Linked DNA regions of Mus musculus: region 1 is linked to region 2. The links are chromatin contacts, called in public HiChIP or PLAC-seq maps. All regions are on one chromosome and are shown on one strand. Each heading gives the region's core, a stretch centred on a gene start, on an enhancer-like site or on the middle of the called end of the contact. The rest is flanking DNA. Distances are from core to core; before and after follow the strand shown.

What was found. HiChIP or PLAC-seq counts read pairs in DNA pulled down with a chosen protein or histone mark.
Region 1: a contact with region 2 is called in an SMC1A HiChIP or PLAC-seq map of large pre-B cells, with 2.5 times the contacts expected there. The contact joins the promoter of Nup205 here to the enhancer-like site in region 2. A contact is called at or near these places in 6 of 39 promoter capture datasets (the C10 cell line, the HPC-7 cell line, hippocampal neurons and 3 more), 1 of 15 datasets of contacts at CTCF or cohesin (large pre-B cells), 4 of 484 Hi-C or Micro-C datasets (the 63-12 cell line, nephron progenitors, uterus and 1 more) and 2 of 9 other capture datasets (adipose tissue and liver).

The regions. Positions count from the first base shown.
Region 1 is chr6:35,176,225-35,178,924 of GRCm38.p6, reverse strand. It overlaps Nup205 (nucleoporin 205), which reads right to left and starts at 1,309. Exons shown (of 43, transcript NM_027513.1): 1 at 1,266-1,309. The coding sequence starts at 1,293.
Region 2 is chr6:35,075,474-35,078,173 of GRCm38.p6, reverse strand. It overlaps Cnot4 (CCR4-NOT transcription complex, subunit 4), which reads left to right. Exons shown (of 12, transcript NM_001164413.1): 3 at 1-193. Among named protein-coding and RNA genes, the nearest start is that of Gm33046, 57 kb to the left of the region's middle. Within about 2 kb of position 1,398, at least 5 of the 459 cell types and tissues checked have an H3K27ac peak or open chromatin away from gene starts, as enhancers often do.

The DNA of each region.
Region 1 (2,700 bases), core at 60-2,559, 100 kb before region 2:
AGTTGTGCTTAAAAGCATTAACTGGCTGGGCAGTGGTGGCGCATGCCTTTAATCCCAGCACTTGGGAGGCATAGGAAGGTGAATTTCTGAGTTTGAGGCCAGCCTGGTCTACAGAGTGAGTTCTAGGACAGTCAGGCCTTCACAGAGAAACCCTGGGGGGGGGGGGGGGGCGGGGAAGAAAAAAAAAGGCATTAACTGTTTAATTTTGGAGAAATTATGTAATCACTGGAAGTCTTTGCTTCCAAATTAAATCTGAGATATTTAATTGCATTACTCCAAATATATAAATGAAATACACACATACACCAGGTATAAAGGGATTCAACAATCAAGACTAACACTTGCTCCAGTGAGCAGACAATATGTTGTCAATACAACAGAAAACTTCATTTCTACAGAACAATTTACCATACCACTTCTGAGATGGTTTATGTACAAAACTCAGATTTAGGTAATTTTCAAAAAATACTGGTAAACTGGCAAGAACCAGTACCAAAAACAGTTTAAAAACAAAACAGTCCTGCTGAAAAAGATGGTCCGTAAACGTTTGCTATGTTGCCTCTTAATTGTACTCATGAATCGAGTGTCTAAAGCCGTGTTCAGGAGTGCCAGACCTCGTACGAAATGTTTGACATCTAAGTCCTCCCCACTAACGACCGGCACCGTGTTCCTGGAACCAGGACAAATCAAAACCCATCCACTTCTTCAAGCATCTCTGAGGGGTTCCAATTACCAAAGATGACCCCAGCCCCAGCTTTTTCACAGCGATGTCACCGTCCGCCGTGGCTGTGACAACGGTGCAGGGCGGCACGTGCTGAGCCCGTGGCACCGCCTCGCGGCTGGCAAGACCTCCTCACCCCCATGCCCCATGACCGGCCCACGGCCCCCTTCCAGACCAGCTTCCTTCCAGCCTCGCCTGGGTCCCACAGCCCGGGACTTGAGCCGTACCTCGGCGGTAGATGGCCTGCCTACACCTGAAGGATATTGGGGGGACGAAGCGGCTTCGGGGGCGCGCGCCTGGCTGCCCGGGACCCCGCCGCTCCGCCTCCCCTTCACACGCCCGTTTCGAGGGCCAAACTGTCGCCGCGCCGCGCGCCATTCAAACGGAGGCGGCGCGGGGCTGCAGGCCGGAGCGCGGCGAGAGCGGGCCCTGCGCACACGCTCGCGCCCGCACTGCCAACGGCCCGACTGCACCAGCGCTCCCCACTCGCCGGCCCCGCCCCCCGTGGGTCCCCGCGGGTCCCTCGCGGGCCCGCCGCGCTCACCCGAATTTACCGCCAACAGCGCCGCCATCTTGGAGGAGGACTGAGAGAGCGCTCCTGCCGCGGGGAGGACCCCGGGCCCGAGGGCCTGCCCGCGTCGACGCCTGAACACAAGGGCGTCCCCAGGGCCTCCGAGAACGCCATGCGAGGCTCGAGCGGGTGTGCACAAGGCTCCCCGCCCTGCTCTGGCCTAGGGCCATCGAGTCTAACTGCGACCATTACCGTTAAAACAAGCCGAGGGCAGCCGGTTCGGAGACTAGCTGTGCAATGCATCATGGGACCCGTAGTTTTATTTCGAGTGAGCCGTGCAGTTGACTAGTGTTCAAAAAAGGGAAATCAGTGAAACTGAAAAAGTTCTTGCTGGGCGTGGTGGCGCACGCCTTTAATCCCATCACTCGGGAGGCAGAGGCAGGCGGATTTCTAAGTTCAAGGCCAGCCTGGTCTACAAAGTGAGTTCCAGGACAACCAGGGCTATACAGGCTATATACCCTGTCTCAAAAAAAAAAAAAAAAAAAAAGAGAAAAAATTCTCATGACCTTCATTTCAAGTTAAATTTTATTTGAATAGCCATCCCCCTTACCTTAAGAGAGTAGAGTGAAGTGAGTAAGTGATTAAGGAATTTCTATTTAATAAGTATATTCTGTAGACATAATCACATTGTGCTTCGAAAATTACAGACAGGGCCTGGAGAGATGGTTCAGAGGTTAAGAGCACTGAGTGCTCTTCCAAAGGTCCTGAGTTCAAATCCCAGTAACCATGTGGTGGCTGACAACCATTTGTAATGAGATCTGACGCCCTCTTCTGGGATGTCTGAAGACAACTACAGTGTACTTACATATAATAAATAAATAAATCTTTGGAAAAAAAAAAGAAAATTACAGACAGCGACAAAATTTGAGTACTGCCTGCCTGACTTCAAAAGTGTCACCCATTTGCTTCCTCATCCCCAACATGTTGAGTCAAATTCGACATAAATTTCACAAACACCAAATGTTTTTTCTACCTAAGCAACCAAAACTACTAAACTTACTCGTTAAATTTAAAATTTGCTAGCCGGGCGTGGTGGCCCACGCCTTTAATCCCAGCACTTGGGAGGCAGAGGCAGGCAGATTTTCTGAGTTCTAGGCCAGCATGGTCTACAGAGTGAGTTCCAAGACAGCCAGGGCTATACAGAGAAACCCTGTCTCAAAAAAACAAAAAGAAGAAAGAAAGGAAAAACACGTTACAGAATAGAATGGAAGCGGGCTAGTGAGATAAGAACCTAAAAAGCCTACTAAGTAACTTCTACATACGTTAGAAGTACTAATTCTGTCTTAAGCTTTCATTAAGTCTACTGTAAAATATAATGATTTCTGTGAATGATTGATGTCAGTAGCGATCTGCTTGAAAGCTCTTCGCTTATATTTGGAAGCCTTCAATGGAGAGTTCTAAGCCAAGC
Region 2 (2,700 bases), core at 149-2,648:
TCCAGAAGATCCAGCAGTTTACAAACCACTTTCCCAGGAAGAATTACAAAGGATAAAGAATGAGAAAAAACAGAAACAAAATGAAAGAAAACAGAAAATCTCAGAAAATAGAAAACATTTGGCTAGTGTACGTGTTGTACAAAAAAACCTTGTGTTTGTTGTAGGTCTGTCACAGCGCCTAGCAGACCCAGAAGTAAGTCCTCTTCTGCTTTCCCTGTCAGTGCCATAGTCTTACTGTGTCTGCCCGTCTTATCTGAGAATAATAGTTGGCCCTGGTAAATTCTAAGACTCTTCTGAAAATAATAAAGTTTTGGAGAAAGTATGAATAATAATAATAATAATATTTTTTAATAATGTTTATAAACCAGTTTACAAAGCTAGGTGGTGGTGGTGCACTCATAATCCCAGCACTCGGAAGGCAGAGGCAGGTAAATCTCTGTGAGTTCGAGGCCAGCCTGGTCTACAGAGCGAGTTCCAGGGCATCCAGGGCTACACAAAGAAACCCTGTCTCAAAACAACAAGAAAAATCCAATGACCAGTTGTGATCTTAGGCGTGTCTGAATCTTTCTGTGTTTCAGTTTCCTCGTGAAACTAAGGGCTTGACCTAAAAATCCTTTTAGTGATGGTAGCTTGTGACGTGGTAATGATCCTGTCACCCTTAAGGCTGATATGAGCTGTGACTAGGTTTGGGCTTTTTTGGTTTTTGGTTTTGTTTTGTTCCCCCTTTATCCCTTTCCTGTGGCTGTGTGGACCAATTAACTGAAGACAAAGTTACTTGACCCTAATAGGAAATCTTAACCAGCTGTCCAAGTTGGTGTGTGTGTGTGTGTGTGTGTGTGTGTGTGTGTGTGTGTGTGTGTGGTCAGAAGAGGAGTTTGCAGGACTCAGTTCTCTCCTTCCACTGTGTGGCTTCTGGGGTCAAACTCAGGTCAGCAGGTCCAAGAGTGAGTGCCTTTAGTAGCTGAGCGATCTCAGTGCTCCCCAAGTAGTAACTCTTGTTCATTCAGAACTGCTGTTCTGTGTTATCATTCTTTACTGTTGTCATTCTAAGCTAAATTTAGGGAAAGAAGGAGAATTTGACTAAGTGTAACGAGAGACCAAGTCCTTTGTGGTCCAGTCCCTAATTAGTGGCTCTTAACCTTTCTCTTTCCTCCTTCAGTTAGGCTAATCAAAGTTACTCTGAGCTCATGTTTTCTTGTAGGCTTTAAACATTCATCTGTTAATTTTTAATTCCACTGAAAGACTTACAAGATTGTTGGGAAAGAAAATTGAAGCTTGTGTCAGCTAGAATGTTTGCTTCAGTAGGAGAGCGCTGAATTTGAGGTCTTAAGATGAGTCCTGGAAGTGAGTTTGAGGTCATGCTCCTCATGATGTGAAGGACTGGCTCTGTCTATAGTAGAGCACTCTCTGCACTCTCTTAGGCCATTTCCAGCAGCTTCTTACTAACTGTGGCACATACCTGGCTGGGTAGTGGAGTGCACTTAACACAAGGGTTATTTTTGTTTACAGTTTCTGTCTGAGGTTTTAGTCCATTGTTAGCTAGCTCTATTGCTATGGGCCTAAGGTTAGATAGGTCATCCTGCCAGAAACTGAGTATGACAGAGGGGGATACTCATCTCATGTGGCGAAAAGGCAGAAAGAGGGACAAAGTAAGGCTGGGAACAAGATACCTTTCAAAGGTACATCTCAGAGACCCACTTCATCTGCATGGGACCCACTTCAAATAGCTTGCACTGCCTCCCAGGTCATAGTTTTCATATCTACTGCAGGCCAGGCCTTCAATATATCATCTTCTGGGGGATAACTTCATATCTAACCATAACTGAACCTACTGTCTCTTTTTGTAAAGACTAGAAAACTATATATTCACTGATTGATGAGTTTGTACTAAGGCTTTAAAATTCGTCTGACTCAACAGAGAATCTTAGGGAGCTGTTACTTGGAACAGCCTCATGAGCATTAGAACTGGATGCAGCTCAGTAATTACTAGGATCTGGATCAGCATGATGCCCCAAGAGTGAGAGTGGTTGCTGTGGAAGTCTTATGACCTGGCCTCAGTCCCTGGAGCCCATGGAGTCGTAGAAGGAGAGCATTAACTCTGCCAAGCTGTCCTCTGACCTCCACGCACGTTCCATGGTACACATCCACTCCTCTTTCCTGCTCTCTGCCGTTACCACACACCTAGGATTCTAGGTCCAGGGAATGTGCTGTGTTTTATGTCACAGTCAAGAGACCCGCTTCTTTGCAAAGGGGTTGGTCAAGTACTCATACCTGTAATCTGGACATTCAGGATATTAAAGCAGGAGGGGCATGGGTTTGAGTCTAACTTGGCTACTTAGTGAGTGCCAAGACATCCTGAGCTAAAGAAGTAAGATCCTGTCACAAGGAACAAAAATAAAAAATTTTAAACAGAAAAGTAAATATTAAGGAAAGAGTTCATTTTAGACTCACGATATCACTTCAGCAGTCACTTCTTCCCTTTTGTTTGTAAGCTTCCATTTTTCTGCTTTCTTCAGGCAGACAGAATCCCACCTCTTCTGTGACCACTTCCCTTGAACACGCTAAAACTTTGCTCTAACTTGTCTCTTTGTCCCATTCAATACTGCCTTTAGGAAAATGTTTTATTACTCTGTGTGTGTGTGTGTGTGTGCGTGTGTATGTGTGCGTGTGCGCGCGTGTGTGTGTGTGTGTGTGTGTGTG